Regions from separate parts of the Mus musculus genome. Here all the other regions are linked to region 6. The links are chromatin contacts, called in public HiCAR-type and promoter capture Hi-C maps. All regions are on one chromosome and are shown on one strand. The core of a region is the stretch at or near the end of the contact, and the rest is flanking DNA. Distances in the headings are between cores, read along the strand shown. Region 1 holds the start of Limk2 (LIM motif-containing protein kinase 2). Region 2 holds the start of Sec14l2 (SEC14-like lipid binding 2). Region 3 holds the start of Slc35e4 (solute carrier family 35, member E4). Region 4 holds the start of Sf3a1 (splicing factor 3a, subunit 1). Region 5 holds the start of Gal3st1 (galactose-3-O-sulfotransferase 1). Region 6 holds the start of Ogdh (oxoglutarate (alpha-ketoglutarate) dehydrogenase (lipoamide)).

Evidence for each region. Promoter capture Hi-C pulls out the DNA fragments that hold promoters and counts their contacts. HiCAR-type assays count read pairs that join an accessible place to other places.
Region 1: a promoter capture Hi-C map of embryonic stem cells shows a contact between it and region 6, with 6 times the contacts expected there. The contact joins the promoter of Limk2 here to the promoter of Ogdh in region 6. A contact is called at or near these places in 3 of 39 promoter capture datasets (embryonic stem cells, hippocampal neurons and liver) and 1 of 115 datasets of contacts at active chromatin or transcription factors (astrocytes).
Region 2: a HiCAR-type map of astrocytes shows a contact between it and region 6, with 7 times the contacts expected there. The contact joins the promoter of Sec14l2 here to the promoter of Ogdh in region 6. A contact is called at or near these places in 2 of 39 promoter capture datasets (liver and pre-B cells), 1 of 115 datasets of contacts at active chromatin or transcription factors (astrocytes) and 1 of 9 other capture datasets (liver).
Region 3: a contact with region 6 is called in a promoter capture Hi-C map of liver, with 6 times the contacts expected there. The contact joins the promoter of Slc35e4 here to the promoter of Ogdh in region 6. A contact is called at or near these places in 3 of 39 promoter capture datasets (embryonic stem cells and liver), 1 of 115 datasets of contacts at active chromatin or transcription factors (astrocytes) and 2 of 9 other capture datasets (adipose tissue and liver).
Region 4: a promoter capture Hi-C map of hippocampal neurons shows a contact between it and region 6, with 5 times the contacts expected there. The contact joins the promoter of Sf3a1 here to the promoter of Ogdh in region 6. A contact is called at or near these places in 2 of 39 promoter capture datasets (the C10 cell line and hippocampal neurons).
Region 5: a promoter capture Hi-C map of liver shows a contact between it and region 6, with 8 times the contacts expected there. The contact joins the promoter of Gal3st1 here to the promoter of Ogdh in region 6. A contact is called at or near these places in 1 of 39 promoter capture datasets (liver) and 1 of 9 other capture datasets (adipose tissue).

What each region holds. Positions count from the first base shown.
Region 1 is chr11:3,407,946-3,410,795 of GRCm38.p6, reverse strand. Limk2 (LIM motif-containing protein kinase 2) reads left to right here and starts at 1,558. Exons shown (of 16, transcript NM_010718.4): 1 at 1,558-1,750. The coding sequence starts at 1,735. It overlaps Gm51879 (a long non-coding RNA gene), which reads right to left. Exons shown (of 2, transcript XR_003949624.1): 1 at 1,395-2,850; 2 at 1-1,049.
Region 2 is chr11:4,117,409-4,120,216 of GRCm38.p6, reverse strand. Sec14l2 (SEC14-like lipid binding 2) reads left to right here and starts at 1,488. Exons shown (of 12, transcript NM_144520.2): 1 at 1,488-1,592. The coding sequence starts at 1,539. It overlaps Gm51934 (a long non-coding RNA gene), which reads right to left and starts at 1,868. Exons shown (of 3, transcript XR_003949841.1): 1 at 1,257-1,868.
Region 3 is chr11:3,913,142-3,915,926 of GRCm38.p6, reverse strand. It overlaps Slc35e4 (solute carrier family 35, member E4), which reads left to right and starts at 1,263. Exons shown (of 2, transcript NM_153142.3): 1 at 1,263-2,785. The coding sequence starts at 2,740.
Region 4 is chr11:4,158,846-4,161,702 of GRCm38.p6, reverse strand. Sf3a1 (splicing factor 3a, subunit 1) reads right to left here and starts at 1,349. Exons shown (of 16, transcript NM_026175.5): 1 at 1,153-1,349; 2 at 536-657. The coding sequence starts at 1,215. Ccdc157 (coiled-coil domain containing 157) reads left to right here and starts at 1,410. Exons shown (of 12, transcript NM_001164620.1): 1 at 1,410-1,544.
Region 5 is chr11:3,981,857-3,984,917 of GRCm38.p6, reverse strand. It overlaps Gal3st1 (galactose-3-O-sulfotransferase 1), which reads right to left and starts at 1,282. Exons shown (of 4, transcript NM_016922.3): 1 at 1,078-1,282.
Region 6 is chr11:6,290,284-6,293,002 of GRCm38.p6, reverse strand. It overlaps Ogdh (oxoglutarate (alpha-ketoglutarate) dehydrogenase (lipoamide)), which reads right to left and starts at 1,406. Exons shown (of 23, transcript NM_010956.4): 1 at 1,310-1,406. It overlaps Gm46270 (predicted gene, 46270), which reads left to right and starts at 740. Exons shown (of 1, transcript NR_168687.1): 1 at 740-2,719.

The DNA of each region.
Region 1 (2,850 bases), core at 309-2,808, 2.9 Mb after region 6:
TCAGCAAAAAGTGGGAGAAGGACAGATGTGGTGCTCAGTTGTGGAGGGAGGGACAGGAAGCAAGCAAGCCAGTCCCCATCCCTCTGTGCCCGGGAAAATACAGCAGGGCCTCTCTCTGCTAATCATTAAGTAGCTTGTCAGAAGAGCCCCAAGAATTCTTTCCTAATTCAGTATATAATCTAGTGTTCCCTACGCATCAGATATCTCCTCAGAGGGAAGCCAGCAGCTCAAGTGAGTTCCCAGGAAGGAAGTCAGGTACAGCCCCCTCCCTAGCACTTGTGCACCCTAGGTCATATGAAGGCGCCACGGAAGAAACATCTAACTAGCAGCCACTTTTGTTAACAAAAGGCCATGCAGGAAGACAGAGAATTGTGCTGTTTTGTTTACCTAAGTAGTAGAGCCAGAGGCAGCTGATGGGAGAGTTGGAGGCAGGATTGGTTTCCTTGGGCTCCATTCCTACCCATTTCCTGATCCTCTGGACTCTTTTCCCATGTACATAAATCTGATGGAGGGAAGTAACAATTGTCTAAAACCGAGTGTCATAGTTAGGGTTCTAATGCTGGGAAGAGACACTATGACCACAGCAACTCTTACAAAGGACAACATTTATTTGGGGCTGGCTTACAGGTTCAGAAGTTTAGTTCACTATCATCCCGGCCAGAAGCATGGCAGAATACAGGTAGACATGGCGATGGAGAAGGAGCTGAGAGTGCTGCGTCTTTTTTTTTTTTTTTTTTTTTTTTTAGACGGTTTCTCTGTATAGCCCCGGCTGTCCTGGAACTCACTCTGTAGTCCAGGCTGGCCTCGAACTCAGAAATCCACCTCCCTCTGCCTCCCAAGTGCTGGGATTAAAGGCGTGTGCCACCACTGTCCGGTTCTTTCTTGATTTTAGTCACAGAATAAGATAACTATGTTAGAACATCTAGATTTTGGTTTTTTTTTTTAAATAAACAATCTAGAGATGATTTAAAACAAGAATATCTCAGCACTCAAGAAGCTGAGGCAAGAGGCTGGCAAGTTCAATATCAGTCTGGCTGCATTTCAAGACCCTGTGGCAAAACAAAAGAAAAAATAAAGCATATGAAGATTGTGCGTGGATTATAGACAAAGTTTACGCCATTTTCTATGAGACTTGACCAACCAGGGACTTTATATAAGGAGTGGGAGTCCTGGACCCAAAATTCCAGGAACCCAGGTATTTGGCCTCCATAATCTGCTCTAGGGAGCCTCATTTCCATATTGCCTTTGACACGCAAAAGTGGTTTCTCTTAGCTTCTTCGTGTTCACATTGCTGATTACAAACTGGGAGTCAAAAGACCTGTGATACCTACCCACGCTCTGCACCTGAAGAGCAGAGCCATTTTCAAGTAGTGTAGAAGGGCAACTGGACTAACCTGAGCGCCGAGGGTCCCCTGTGTTGCGACCTCCAGCCTAAACTGAATCACCCTGGTCAATCCGAACGCCTCTAGAGGTCGCCAGTCGCCAGCAGGCGCCAGAGATGCGGCAGAGTTCGCGCGGGAGGCGGGACGGGGCAGGGCGGGTCGTTAACCTAAGTGGGAGGGGCTCCGGGGCGGGTCCCCGTGCCAGGTGCGGTTTGGTCCTCCCAGGGCGCCGTAGGCGGTGCATCCTTCCGGCTGCAGGGGCAGAGACAGCCTCTTCTCTAGACCGCAGGCGGGCGCGGACCTGAGGCGCTGCTGCCGGGTGGTCCTTCCTGTGTTGTCCGCGCCCTGGACCATGGCGGCGCTGGCGGGTAAGAAGGGCCCATTCCGTCCAGCCCGCCGCTCGCGGGTTTCTGGCTGTCTGGTTTTTCTTGGGTCCGGAATCCTCAGCGAGAGCCTGGCAGGGTGGGGAGGATCGAACACAATGGTTCCCTCGGGACTTGAAGGTCTTGGGACTCTGGAAGTCCGAGCGCAGTCGTTCTAAGACTGAGGGCTCCTTGCGGCCGGCGCGTGGGGCGAATTCCCGCGAGGTGGATCCTCGGATCTGCAGACCGGGCAAGTCTCCTGGCTAAGGAAGCCGAGGCACCTGAGATTCTGAAATATGGGAAGTACAGGGTCTTCCAGAGTTCAGGACTTGAGATTCCGAGTTATCCTGGGTTCTAGGTTTTCTGTAGACCCAAAGTTCTCGAAGGTGTCTTTGGACTCTGGGATTGGGAGGAGTGGTTCCTAGAGATAGAGTATGAGTGTGGAGTTTATGATGTGGATAGGAAGACATCCGACCGTTCTTCCTGAGGCTCAAAGACCTCTGCCTCCTGTGGAGAACAGCTTCAAGTCTTCCTAGAGACTAGTTGAGTCCTCGCGTAGTCTCTGATGCCAGCAGATTAATAGCTCCGCACCTTGAGGGGAAGAGTTGAGTGAAGGAAATTTCAGAATTGGCTTAGCTGGGCCTGTAAATCCCTTCACGAATCATCTTGCAGCTTCCTGCCCCGCGGCATCATGAACTTTCTGCCGCCTTATTCCCAGCCACCGGTGTGAGTGGCTCAGTTTCTGGGTCTACCAGGGTCGACTTCCAAAAGTTTTCTAGAAAGGCCAAGGGAGAATTTTAGGGGTGGGGGAGGGACTGAATATGTGCCTCCACTTCCTGGCTTTGGGCCGGTGGACAGTCACTTCCTCCATCCTGAATTCAAGGACCGGGCCGCCAGTGGGTCACTTCCTCACTACGGGAACATGGAATTTCAGACCTTATTGGTGATAATATGCTCTGGAGAAGGAAAGCATGGAGCGGAAATTCGTCTGTCTCTTCCCTTAATTTTTTTTCCTGGCTGGTAGTGGTGATTGCACACCTGTAATCCCAGACTAGACAGAGCCAGGAGAATTGCTTGGTCTGTGTGTGGCGTACTAACTAGGTCAA
Region 2 (2,808 bases), core at 239-2,738, 2.2 Mb after region 6:
GCTCAGGCTACTGTGCCGAAAGAAGTTGAGGATTGTCTTCTTCTTGGCCATCTGCCTTGCTCTTGTGTTCTCTTTAGTAAGTTTGGGACCAAAAGGTGGTGTCTAAATATTCCTGGGTTCCAGAACAATGCCTCCTGCTTGGCATACAGTAGGAAGACAAAATGGCCCTGGCCCTGTGACCAGGTATCACCATGGAAGTAAGATCAAAGTGGCGAGGGCTCTAGCAGGAGAAGGCTATGAACTCTATTGTGTGAGCCAGAAGTAGTAACTGGGGGGCGGGAGGCAGTCTGATGGTATAGGCTGGACAAGAGGCTGCTAGGCTACAGCTGTCAGAGTCCACCCACTCACTAGTCAAACTTGTCACTAGCGGGGAGTCCGCAGGCTCTTGGCCAGAGCTGGGAAGCAGATAAGCACAGCAGGGCTGCTGTGGGCTCTGGCTTCCAGTGTGGTTTCCTCTCTGTCTAGCCTACGGCCAAGATCTGGCTAGGCAGCCAGCAATGGACAGCAAGGAGGTGGCCACAAGAAGTCAAACCTGAGAATTGTGTACATTAACTTCCATTAGCCTCCTGCCCATGATCACCCTCGGTTAGAGAAGAAGCAACAGTGCAGTGAGGCAAAGGACCCCGTAGACACCCGTGGGACACGGGCCCTCAAACCTGAGCCTCCTCACTTCCACAGAGGAAGCAGAGCATGCCAACTGAGATGTGAGAGCTTCAGGTGTGGCTCCCAGAGAGCAGGGAAGATCAGACGCAGAGACCTGGGTCTTAGTGGGGAGGCTGGTCTTCCTTTCTCTTCAGCTAGATGCCATGGTCTTTACCATGCCTGCTCTGCAGGTAGAGGGAAAAGGCTGTCCACTCCATTTGGTTTATTTGTTTGTATTCTGGGCTTGCCTCAAGCCCAATAAATAAGCTAAGGGTGATCAGAACTTCTGCTTCTCCAATGCTGGGATCTCAGGTATGTGTTGGAATGTGCCACTATGACCATGCAGTGCTGGGAATCCGACTTAAGGTCGTGCGCGTAACTCAGTGGCAAGCCTTCTGCCACTGAGTTACATCGGCAACCCTGGGGGTCAACTCTCACTCCCAAGCAGAGCTGGTAGTAGTGACCATAAGCAGATGGCAGAGTGAACACCACAGTTCCTACAGGCAGAAAGACGCTTAAGGGGCATCCCTTTTCAGTGGGCACCAGAGAGCTGTCAACATTTTGGGGTAAGGAAAGCTATGAGAGCAGCCCGGTCCAGCCTTGTGGAGTCGCACCTTAGAAGACGTCGTTTGCTAGAGCTTTCCAGCTTCCTCTTGGTTAGGATGAGGATCCAGACCCAAGTAGCTCCTCAGGTGTATGAGCAAGCATTCTGGCTCCAATCCAGGGCCTCTGCGCGTCTCGCCCCGCCCCTCGGGCTCCTTTAAGAGGCGGGTCTTGGCCGCCAGCCCCGGGGCCTCGGCCAAAGACTGGGACTTTACTCCAGCGGCTGCGGCGGCGGCAAACGAGTCGGAGCTCCATCAGCTGCCGCAGGCACCGCGCCCCAAGGCTGAGCCACGATGAGCGGCAGAGTCGGTGACCTGAGCCCCAAACAGGAGGAGGCACTGGCCAAGGTGAGCTTGCTCTTGGTCTGTCTGTGGCCCTCGCTCCTGGCTGAAAAGCGGCTGTAAGGGACTGTCCTCGCGGGCGGGCGACTGATCGCCCCCGCTTGGCTAGTGCCCAGCGGACCGCTTCTCCTTCAGGGTGAGGACCTCGGGAAGTTTGGTCATCGCGATCTTCAGCATGAGCAGCCCCAGAGGTGCCCCCTTGGGAAGAAGTGGTTGCTTGGAAGCCTTGGGAGGCAGCTGAGGGCACAAAGGCAACATTCATCCTCCGGGCTGGCAGGGACTGGTAGCAGGGCCGTGGGACAGGGGCAGGGCCCCAGGTTTCCTCCCATTTCCGGGAGGTTTTTCTCTTTTGGGGCAGTGGCATATGGAAGGGTCCCTGACAGTTCCTTGGCAAACTCCCCCTAGCTCTTTCAAGGCACTAAGTCACTGTGCGACCTTGGGCCAAACCCTGTCCTGTGTGCTGTGCTCTTCGATGAAATTAGAGGAGTTGTCTGTCGGGCACCTCTTGTGTGTGAAGTCTAAGATGTCCGGGATTCACTAGGTTGGAATCCTTTCGGAGAGAAGAGCTCTCCCCACCCTGGCAACCCAGACCCTTGCCTGAACTTAGTGATGCCACTCAAAAGGAAAGGACCTGACCAGGCTTTGCCTTGGCACCTGGGCAGACAGGGACTTATCTACTCCATTCAAGTTCGGGAGCTGGCACTTCTGGCCAAAAGACTTTATCTCCTCAGTTGCACGGGATCAGAATTGATGGGGTCCAGCCCCAGTGTTCCCAGTTGTGCAGTTTCTTATTTATTCCAGAGTGTGGCAGCAGATGTGGCTGCTGTGTGTGACTTTTTTCCCATGCCAGGTTTGCTGCTGACGTGCAGGCTAAGTCTGTTGGGCATAGGTTTGGTGGGGATTAAGCCAGGGGCTAGGTGAGGTCCTTGGTGAAGGGTGGCCTTCTGCTTGTTGTTTAGATGACCATTGTCCTAACTCTGGGAGCTGCTTTTGGGGGATGGGAGGGTCTGATTAGACCTAGCTGACCTAAGGCAAAGGGCAGAGGTGGCCAGTCCTCATTGGTCCTCTCTGGAGGTGTCCTACAGGTCAGTAACCAGATAAAGGTCTCTGCTGTTGTAGGAGGCTTGGGGCTGCCTGTTTACTACTGGGTAGTGAGAGATCAGGGATAGGGGTGGCTATCCTGGGTCACTGTCCACCTCCCTTGGTGGCTTTCCTAGTATGT
Region 3 (2,785 bases), core at 14-2,513, 2.4 Mb after region 6:
ACAGTCTGATGTTGAGACAGGTTAAAATGGGTTTCTGAGGCTAGAGAGATGCTCAGTGGTTAAAAGCATTTACTGGGCTGGAGAGATGGCTCAGCAGTTAAGAGCACTGACTGCTCTTGAGTTCAATTCCCAGTAACCACATGGTGGCTCACAACCATCTGTAATGGGATCCGATGTCTTCTTCTGATGTTTCTGAAGATAGCTACAGTGGTGTATGCATATACATAAAATAAGTCTTTTTTTTTTTTTTAAAGCACTTACTGCCCTTGCAGAGGACCTAAATTTGGTCTTTAGCACCCACATAGTAGTTCACAGCCACTAGTAACTTCAGATGCAGGAGATCTGATGCCCTTTTGGCTCTGCAGGCACCGGCCATGCACATGGTGCGCACACTCACATGCAGGCAAATCACTCATCCATATAAAATATCTAACAAAAAAATTGTTCAAGGAGCTGGAGAGATGGCTCAGCAGTAGGAGAACTGGCTGCTCTTCCACAAAATCCAGGTTAATTCCCAGCACTCACATGGCAGCTCACAACTGTCTGTAACTCCAGTTTCAGGGGATCTGATGCCCTCACAGACATCCATGCATAGTTACAGATAGACAGACAGGCTAAACACCAATGCACATAAATCTTTTTAAAATGGGCACAGAAGTGGGCAGAGGCACCTGCTTGTAATCTCAGCATTCCCATACAGACATTCACACCACTAATAATAAACAAAAAATTTAAATAGGAAGAAATGCTTTTTAATTCAAAGAAGCTTAGTGGATAATGGATTAAAAATCCCAGAGGAATATAGTTCACTGAAAGCCCAGATTCCTCTTCTTAAAAAATGTGTGTGTGTGTGTGTGTGTGTGTGTGTGTGTGTGTGTTGGAGGGGGGAGGGGAGAGGCTCATTCAGTTTCCCTCCCATAACTCTTCTTGGAAAAACTATCTAAATGCCCCAGATTTTGATCCTTTCCCTGGAAGTCTCCTACCTACACTCTCTGCCCTTCAACTTGGGTTACTCAGCAGAGATCTACGGGTTCCCGCGGGTATCAGACTCATCGGAGGCAAGTGTGACAGTGTAGATTCCTGGTTCATCTGGGACAGAGATCTGATTTAGGTCTCAGGTGGGACTGGCTTATTTTCACCTGAATTTCTTTGGGAAGGGATTAGGAACGCTTGCAACAGTGCGGAGTCACGACCACCAGAGGGCGCTGCGGGCCGGGCTACACAGTTGCGCTTTGCGATCTTGTTTCTCTAGGCAGGTTGTCATCCAGGACTTGTTTGACAACAGAGCCGGGTGAGGCCTGTGCAGGTGAGCGGGAGCTTCCCCAGAAATCCAATTACCGGAAAGAGTCCAGGATGGACCTTGATTCTTGCTCACGCGTTGGGCTGGGAACAGGTCCCTGGGTTTCAGCTGCTTACCCTAACCTGAATTCAGGTGGGAAACCCGGGAACCATCCAGGATTCTGCTCCGTGGGCCTCATGAAACCCAGCTGTGAGTCACCTCGGAATGCCTAGGGAGCAGCACATAAAGTCGGCTAGCTCGGGATGGATGCCGGCCCGCTGTACCCTGCTTCCCGGAGCTGTGGTTAGCTTTGGTGATTCATTTCCCCTTCTGCTGCCCCAGAGGGGGCGCCGCCCTGGTTTGAGAGGGGGAGAAAAGATCTGGAGTGGAATGGAGGGGGAACAAGATGAGGCAGCCTTAAGGGACCACGTGGTCTAGCTCCGTTGAATTCCAAGATCTCAAGGAGACCTTTGTGGTCTGGGATCAGGTGATGTGGTATGTCTCACTTCAACGCCCTGCTTCTCGACGATGGCAGACAGCTTGGGGACGGCTCTGCAGAGTGCCCAGGGTTTCCAGCACTGGATACTGGTCTTTTTAAGGAAGGCTCTACTTGGCGCTGGAGACAATCCGGATTCCGGTTGGTGGCTGGTACAACCCACACTCTCCACTAAGGGATTCGCGGCCGCAGCTGCGCAAGCCAAGTCGGGAGGCGCAAAGGCTGTGGGAGGGGCTAGACGTCCGCCGGGCTCCGGGGCTGGTACTCGTGGGCGGGGCCCGGGCTGAGCCCAACTTTCCGGGTGGAGCGCAGCTTCGGTAGCGGCGGAGAGGGCAGGGCCGGGAAGCGCTGAGCCGCGCGGGACTCGGGAGGGACTAGAGCCCGGCGCCCGAAGCTGCCAGATCCACCGCGGGAGCCGAGCGGCAGCCAGAACAGCCAGAGCATCCTGAGAGGCTGCAGCCAGTCCGAGCTCGCGATTCCGCGTCCGCCGGCCTATCGGCGTCTATTCCCGGTCCAGTAAAAGGCTAAAGGGGGCTGGGGGAGGGGAGCGACGGCTGCAACCTCCGTTCCCACGCTCGGAATATTATCGACCCTGCCAGACCTGGTCCGGGCCTGAGCACCAAACACGCAGGCGGTCGGGGTCAGTCAGTGACCTCATCCTGACAGTCTGGGGACCAAAGATGGAAAAAGACAAACGGATTCGGTGTGAAAGCATCGCGTGAGCTTAGGGCGCGGAGAAGAGAGAAGGCCTCCCCTGGTGCGGGAGGTGCCCAGGGCTTACGAGGCCTGGGTGGACACCAGCCAGTCCGGCATCTTAGCAGCCACGACCTTCTTCCCTGACCAGAATTATCGGCTGGCTCAGAGTCTAGCACCTGAAGTGTTGCCCTCTCCTGTCCGAGGAATCAGGACCAGGCTCAGCGACTCCCTGGAAAGCCTGCCTCCTGCCCCAGCCCCACTGGTGCGGATGTGCCGCTGCCCACTGGAGCACCATGAAGGCATGATGACCTCAG
Region 4 (2,857 bases), core at 100-2,599, 2.1 Mb after region 6:
CTCTATAAGTGCCCTAAGCCAGGAGATGTGTTGACCGTTGGAAGTCAAGTGGCCCTTAGAAGATTCCATCCAAGGGTGCAGAAGTATGTGGGATGAGGAGGTTGAGGAATCCTGACCAATGTTCACCTTGCCTGGAAACTAGCTAACATGCTGAACAGCTTGCTCTGGATTCAGCTGAGGCTCTGGGAAAGTCGTCCTTTCACAATGAGAATAATCAACTCTTCTTTTTCTTTCTTCAGGTTAACACAGCATATGCACATCAGCAGCCACAAAGAAGCTACCAGGAATTTCCACAGACTTGTTTTGGAAGCAGAAACTCCTAGTGACTACACAGCTAGGCATGGCTTTCACTGCGATTACTGTTGTGGTATGTCAACCATACCAGTCCTATCTATCACCTACCTCATTGCTCTCCTGTGGTTTTGGAAGAAGTAAGGAGTCTAAGCCAGAGCCTCTAGAACTCCCCATGATGCCCCTGTGCTGCTTTAAAAGACCTTTATACTACAAGTTCCCTCTGTGCAGAAGCAGCTGTTACCTGGCCACAAAACTGGCAGTCTTGTCGACGATGTTCCTGACCTCCGGGGGAGGGTAAATAATGCCGACCACTGGCTTGGAAGGGGTGGGATCCTCCTTTGACGATGCTTCTTCTTCAATTGGCTGTGAAAACAGAGAAAAGGTAGTAAGGGCTTCAAGTCCCCGGCTCGGATTAGGCTATCATAAACGCTCCATGATACTGACAGGAACGTCTGTCCTGTAGACTGCAGACTCTCTTGGGTTAGCATCCGAGGACGCAGTTAAAAACAAAACAGGGCAAGTTTCCTTAGCCATACTGTATTTACGCAGCCATTCCTAATCTAGGGGAAAGAATGATTTGCTTAGCTCTCCTCTTTTTGAATGGAGGCTTCGTGGTTCACATAAGACCCCAGAGGAAGCCGGGGGTGCAGGTCCGCATGCTGGTTTTGAAAAGTCCGGTTCTAGGGATATCTTTTTCGAGACCAGAAGGCAACTCAGCGCGCTGACTCCTGGGACTTGCAGTCCCTCCATGTCCTTCGGGGTGGCCTGAGCTTCCAGCAGCAGTGCCACAGCGCCCGCGCGGAGGGGAGGAACGAGGCCTCCAGCAGGCCTGCAGGCAGGGAGCGCGGGGCACGATACCTGTTTGGACTCAGTGGCTACTGGCGGCGGCGGGGGTACCGCCTGCACGGGTCCGGCCTGCATGACTGCGACGCTCAGGGCTGCCAGTCCACCTCGGTGGCGACAACCGGTGCGACGACAAGATTAAAGATCACCACACGAAGTATCCAACTCAATGACAAGATGGCGGCGACCCAGAGAGAGAAGCCGCGGGAGCACTTCCGGTCCCGCCCTCTCGCCGTTTCGCACTTCCAGCCCCGCCCCGCCTGCTCCGTGGCGCGGTACGCCGTTGCCAAGGCAGCGGCCTGGGCTCCCAACTTAGAGTTGCGAGGCATTCTCGGAGCCTCAGACGCTCTGGAGGAAGTTCTGTGAGCCAGACAGACACAGAGCTGAGGCTGCGACGCCGGAGACAGGTAAGCCATTCCACATCCTCTGACTCTGAACTTCCCTCCTGACTCTGGCCGGTTCCTCGCCCCCTCAGCGCCCCACCCCTCGCCCCTGTTTCTTTCCTGTTTGGCCTGGCATTTTGAAGATGCCATAGAGTCCCACTTACTACACCTTTAGCCCCATTTTTTGGTTCAGCACCACCTCCTCTGCATCCCTCCTTACAGAGTCCAGGACATGGTGCTAACACCTTTAATTCCAGGAGACAAAAAACGAAGCAGATCTGAGTTCAAGGCCAGCCTGGGACAGAGCAAGTTCTAGATGAAGAAAAGCATAATTCAGGCGTAGTGGTACATATCTTTAATCCCAAGAGACAAAGCCATGCAGATCTCTGAGTTCAAAGTCAATTTCCTGAGCAAGTTTCAGGATAGCCAAGCTTAGGCAGTGAGGGAGTTGAAAAACAGAAAGCTGGTAAGATAATAAAGGGGATCAGGTTCCAGCCACAGGAAGCAGAATTTGGCTGTGTGGCTCTGGCTTTAGAGTCTAGAGTAGAAGGGATTGCTGGGACAGTTGATGCTGGTTAGCTGGAGCTAAGAAATTAGTGATTAAGACGAGACCAGCATCACTGAGGTGAAATCTTCTGGGAAGTGTTTTCTGAGAGCACAAAGAAGCTGTGTTCCAGAGATAGCCATGGTTGTTGCTGCAGCTGTACTTGGCAGTGTGTAAGAGTTACCCAGGCAGTATTAGTTTGAAGGCATGAAGGTGTCATGAAGAGCAGCTGAGGCTTGGCACCGTGAGAGGCCAGGGAAGGCCATTGGTGAAGGTGCAGTTACAGTTACAGTTGATGGCCCAGGACTGAAGGGGTCATGCAAAGGAGTTGAGGCTTGCCCCATGAAGAGAGCCTATGAGAGGCTCTTGGTGAAGCCTAGTTGCAGTGGTAGACCCCAGTGTATTGGAGATGCCAGTACGATAAGATGATAACCAGGAACAGCAGCAGCAGTTGGCTGGAGTCAAGCAGAGCCTAGAGTGCTTCAGAGGGCAGAGCTGGAGAAGTGATGCCAGCCCTTTAGAGGATCCCCAAAAGATCATGTGTGGATCCCAGACATTGGAATAAAAGTTAGATTAAGAAGCTGTAAAGTTGAAGTTGCCTTGGAGACCCCAAGATGTTAGAGATGCCAGAGTCATGAGATACCTGCCAAGGAAAACTGCTAGCAGGGAGTGGGACCAGCCCAGGAGAATGAAGTCTGCTGCTGCTGACTGCCAGATCTGCCAACAGCAGTCGGCAAGGATGAAAGGAGCTGACGATCTGAAGAGCGCTTTGACATTGGATGTGGAGACATGG
Region 5 (3,061 bases), core at 33-2,532, 2.3 Mb after region 6:
ACTCAGCACAGAACCCAGGAAGCAAAAGAGATGCCCAGGAAGGCATCTTTCCTCCAGTTTGGGCAAGAGGACTTCTGGGTAGGGCTGGGATCCTGAGACAGGGACCAAAAAACAAAACAAAACAAAACAAAACAAAACAAACAAAAACGCACACTGTGGTTTGCAGTGAACTCAGCCATTTCCCAACGGTGTGACCTTCAGCAAGTCACTGACTCCTTGAGCCTCAGTATCTTCCCTCTAGATAAGTAGCAAGGAAGCCTGAAGGCACAGTGCAGATCAGCTCACCCCCTCCAGAGAGGAAGAGATTGAGTTCTGATCGGCTCTCCCTCCACACCCCTTTCCTCCTGAAGATTTCCAGGGCATCCTCACCCTCAGCCCAGTAACCTCTGGTGTCAGGTGTCAGTCCCTGCAGCCAGATGTGTGCCTGTCATCACAACCAGCTCAGGAAGGGGCGGGGCGGGGGGGGGTTAAAAAGAGAAGGCTCATGTTGGCCTCTCACTAAGGGAACAGACCAACCTGAGACCCCCTTATGGAGCACTGGTCCATGGCTCCGGAACCGTGTAGTTGTTGCATATAGGATCTTTCCTGTCCTAACTAGACAAGTCTGTCCTTGTCTCCTGGACTCACCTCCTTAGGGGCACACATATGAGAGGCCTTCCCCAAGCACAAGAGTCTGTCATTGCCCAAGGCCCCCCTCTCCCCGGTTTGTACTGTGACAGCCGCCTCTTCTGGGAACGCAGGTAAGGAGCGGGGAGATTCCTGCCTCCTTCTCCACTAGGGCCCAGGCCACAATGTCCAAGAGGATTAATTATTAACGAACTCACAGCACAACAGCTAACCTTCTGGAGCCCCACCCACCCCATTTTTAGGGACTCCGGGGGTCAGGGGAGGAGGGGCACCCAGAGCAGGGCAAGCAATCAGCCAGAGCCTGCAGGATACAGTGTTGGTGAAGCAGCTCTGCAGCATTTCTATATCCCTTGCTGGGCAAACACGATCCATCGATCCAGTAGGCAAGATGTTCAGGAAGTAGGCTGAGGCAGGGCACAGCCAGCGTGAGTACAAGACCTCCCGACATACCTTTGCCCTGTTCTCCTTGGGCTCCGGGTGGCAGGGGTCGGCCCCGGCCCCCGCCGCCGCCGTGGCGCTCACTGGGCGGCGGGGCGCACTCGCCGGGACCCGGCGCGCTGGCAGGCCTGGTCCATGCCCCCGCCCCGCCGCCGCAGCGGCTGCCGCACCCCGCTCTCAACACTCGCCAGGTGAGGCCAGCAGCCTGGCCCGGCCCCTGACGCCAGAGCCAATGGGCGCCACGGCCCCCTCCCCCCCCCCACCCCCTTCCCGTCCTCTCCCCTGCGCCGCCTGCCCAAGAGGCACAGAAGCTGTATTCAGCTCCCTGGGGCGCAATATTGCGCCCCCGCCTCCGGCCTAACAAGGACTATTTGTCTCCGATGGGCCAAGGGGTCCATTGTCCTACTGCCAGCCCAGAAGGGAATAGAGGGTGCCTGGGGCTTGGTGGTAGTGTTGGGGAAGGGAGCCTGGGCTCTGGAGAAAGGGGGCAGGACTAGTTGCCAGCCTTTTATGGACAGCACTGGAGCTCCTCAGAATCCAGTGGAACATAGGTCTTCCTAGCTCCCTCTGATGAGCCAGGAACACATTTGTGGTATCCAAGAAAAACAGGTGAAGAAGCGCCAGGATCCCTGGGCCGAGTCACTTACATGGTTCAGCTAACTTTCCTCTTGAGGATACCTCCTCTAGAGGTCTGGGCAAGTAAGTAGGGGCCTGTTTGAGTTCAGACTGTCCTTCATCCTAAAGGAAAACCAAGGATGGGAACTAATTTGGAATTAACCCCAGCTGTGGGCACTGCAGAACCAGCTGGCCATCGGGTGGCACATGGGCCACGTCAGAGTCCCACTACCCCCGACATTTCTAGGCAACCGTGGAATGGGGAAAATTCCACATCAGCCTGGCTGCCAGGCATTCTTCCATATCTAATGGGCTTGCTGCTCTTTGTCCTTGTGGGCCCTGAGTCACCTCCCAGGCTATAGGTTATGACTTTGAAACTCCTAACCCTTTGTTCCTGCCTCTTGAAACTGCCATGCCAGAACATGGCATCAGATAGAGCCCCCTCCCCCCATCCCACATATACAGTGAAGCCACCAGTTTGGGGGACCTTGGGGTCCACAAGCCAAAGCCTGCAAAACTCTTGCCTTCCTCTTCAGTTGAGGTGCAGCCATGGCAGCACAAAGTCCACATATGGGGCCAATACAAAACAGGTCTGTCAGGCTATCAGGTCCTTAGATTCAGGGAGGGCAAAGTCCAGCCTACCCTGTTTAGGGTATCACCGCCTCTGGGGAATGGCTATGGGAAAGATGTCCTGGGAAGGACTGAATGATCAGAACCCTGACCCTGTCATGATACATGGACAGTTCCAGGTAAGGACCATCATCAGAGGTACCTGGAGTGAGGGGACAGGTCCACAAAGGTCACAAGCTGAGATACCAGCAGTGACCTCACTTGGATGGAAAACTAGGCTATTGCTGCCCTTAGACCTCACGCTCACCTTCCACCTGTACTGGCTTGTTTTGGGTCAACACAAGCTAGTCATCAAAGGAGCCTCTCAGTCGAGGAAACACCTCCATGAGATCCAGCTCTAAGCTGTTCGTGGTGGTGCACACCTTCAATCCCAGCACTCGGGAGGCAGAGGCAGATGGATTTCTGAGTTCGAGGACAGCCAGGGCTACACAGAGAAACTCTGTCTCGGAAAAAAATGGGAGTGAAGGGGTGGGGAAAGAGATCCAGATCTAAGGCATTTTCTCAGTGATCAATGGGGAGGATCCAGCCCACAATGGGTGTTGTCATCCCTGGGCTGGTAGTCCTGGGTTCTTTAAGAAAGCAGGTTGAGCAAACCTTGTAAAGCAAGCTACTAAGCAGCAACCCACCATGGCTTTTACATTAGCTCTGCCCTGAGGATGCAGCCTTGTTTGAGTTCTGTCCTGACTTTCTTCAATAACGGACAGCAACATGGAAGTGTAAGCCAAACAAATGCTTTTCTCCTCAGTCTGCT
Region 6 (2,719 bases), core at 157-2,656:
AAAAGACAATTATAGTGTCACTTTCCTAACGCCACCTACTAATCTACCTGGTTCCACCTTCAAGGGCAAGGCTAGAGGATCAGACAAACAGAGGAACTCCAACGGTGTCCTCTGCTCAATGTCAGAGCACAGGATACACAGACACAAGTAGGGCCTGTAAGGGCAATGAAATCCACAGAAAAGCTGGGGGAAATTTTTACTTCTATTTTTAGTTACACGCTTCTACTTAGGGTGATGAAGACCAGTTGCACATTCGCAATAGCTTCACTATATACAGATAACACTTACGGACGTAGAGACCTCCATCGAATACAGGTTGACCCCACTGACCCCACTTGGGCCTGTAGAGGTGTTCCTTGAGTGACCTTTTGACGTCAAGGATCTAAAACTCCACCCTCCAATGATGCTTAACGCCGCCATTTTCTGATCTTACAGTCAGGAAGTTGAGTTACGCATGCGCACAACACCTAGCCCGTCACTTCTCATTACCTTTAATCCCTTTTCCACACCTCACCCTGCTCCTTCACCGTGTAGATACTCAAATGCCCTACACTCCGCTCTCCTGTCTTTACATGGTATCCACGTGAGGATTCTTGCCGAACCTGTCACTTCAGAGACTGGCACACTGCTCGGTGGGCAAAAGAAACATGATCTGGTAACTCATGCGAGGGCACAGTAGCAGGCTTCCCAGTCACTCTGGGTATAACTCACATCTGTCACACACTCTCGCGAGGAAAGCGGTGCGTGGATGGTGTTTCTAGGGAAACCAGTGTCACCTTGGCCGACAGCCTGGTTTACCTCATACCGGCAGGTGGGGCTGCCGCAGGCACCAAGGTCAGCGCCGTGTCCGGGCACGGCGAACACAAGGACGGCGGCCTGCTGGGGTCAGCGCACGCAGGACAAAAGAACGCGCGCGGGCCAGAGGGAGCGACCGGTCCACGTGACACGCCGCGACCTTGGGGCTCTCCCGGGCCGCCAGGCCACCTACTCCCTAGCCCGCCACCTTCGCGGCTCCGCCGCCAGAGCCAATAGCGCTCGGCCCCCCGACCCCCGGCGCAAGTCCGCGTCCGCCAATCTCCGCCCGCCTGGAGGACCCTGCCACGCCATTGGCTATAACGTCTGTCCGTCAGGTCTCGTCCCCCGCCCACCATCGCCGCCCTCCGCCAGCCCGGCTCTGTCCGGCTTCACGCCCGTCACTCAGGCACTCCGGAAGCAAGGACGCATAGGCCTCACCCTCGGCCGCGAGCTCCGGGTGTCAAGCGCCGAGCCTCCCAGCCCTGGACGGAGCCCGTCTGCCGCACAAGGTTACCTGTCTCCCGTTCAGCTCCACCCGAGTGAAGCGCCGACACCACTCCGGGCTCCAAACTCTCAGCCCCGCCCCGGCGTGTGGCGTCAACGCGTAGCCCGGCCCCAGAGGAGCGGCCTGCAAGACAGGCTGTGGGCGTGACGTGACGTCACAGAATTGGGTTTCAGTCGCTCGCTCGGGCTTCGCGCCAATGCAGAACTTTGCATCTGGCCAAAGCCAGCCTGTTGCTCACTGTCTTTCGGCTGTCATTAGCAGTTACACGGGAGACGCTTCCGAAGCTTGTTAAGAACCTGGTACATTCAGGGCGTGGGATGCCGTCTGATAATTGAAGCGTTTGGCGGGCCGAAGCAGGAGCGCTGCGACTTTGAGGCCCACGGGCTTTGTATCCAAAACAAGCTGCCCTAAATAATAGTTGGGTTGGTAAAATGTATCCCTGCACAAAATAATTTGAATAACATGAGTGACTATTTTGAACACTTGTTTTGCAGCAGTCCTTATGAAGATTAGTTAGCGAGGTCTAATGTGACTTGGTTGTCATGCGACTTGGGTGTTCCTGCTAGTATTCTGACAGGAAGCTGTGCTGGGGTCCCCCTGGATCTTCCTGGCTCCAGAGCCTGCTCTAAACAGACAAAATCCACTAGTTAACCTGTTACACTTCACTAATATGAAATGTTCCCCGTGTCAAAATGTTAAGCCAGAGCCTGGCTGTGTGAGTGCACACCTTAAAGCAGAGCACTCAGAAGCAGAGGCAGGCTCATCTCTGAGTTTGAGGTCAGCCTGGTCTACAGAGAGAGTTTCAGGGCCACATAGAGAAACCCTGTCTTGGGAAACAAAATAAAAAACTAACAAAAATATTCAGCCAGATTTTGCAGCACACACCTGCAATTTCAGAACAGAGAAAAACTGACCAATTGGGAGGTCAAGATGGGCTACATAGAGTTCTTGTGGGCAGCCTGGGCTACACAGTTGGATCAGGTCTCAAAAAGGAGAGTGGTTCATTTCATACTCATGTCTTTTGTTGTTGTTGTTTGAGACAATGGCATGTAGCTGAGGCTGGATTCAATTTCATAATGTAGGCTGACCTTGCTCTGTTTCTTTTACCTGCATATACCAGGTGCTAGGACTATAGCTATAAGTCCCATGCCCAGCTTCATGCTCATGGCCTTTAACTCTCCGCTTGTTTCTCTTTTTTAGCAGAGTAGTTTTTGATGGACAGCAATACAGACTGTCAGTTTATCCTTGCTATGTATGGCAAATGGCACCAGTGCTGGATGAGCTGGCTGGAGAGTCCTTTTGCTCTACTGAAATAGAAGTCACAAGTAGTCACAAGTATGCCAGAAGCTCTTCAAGCTTTGGTAGCAGTGATAGGCCACAGTACAAGGGCAGAAGCATCAGCAATGGTACACGTGAGTT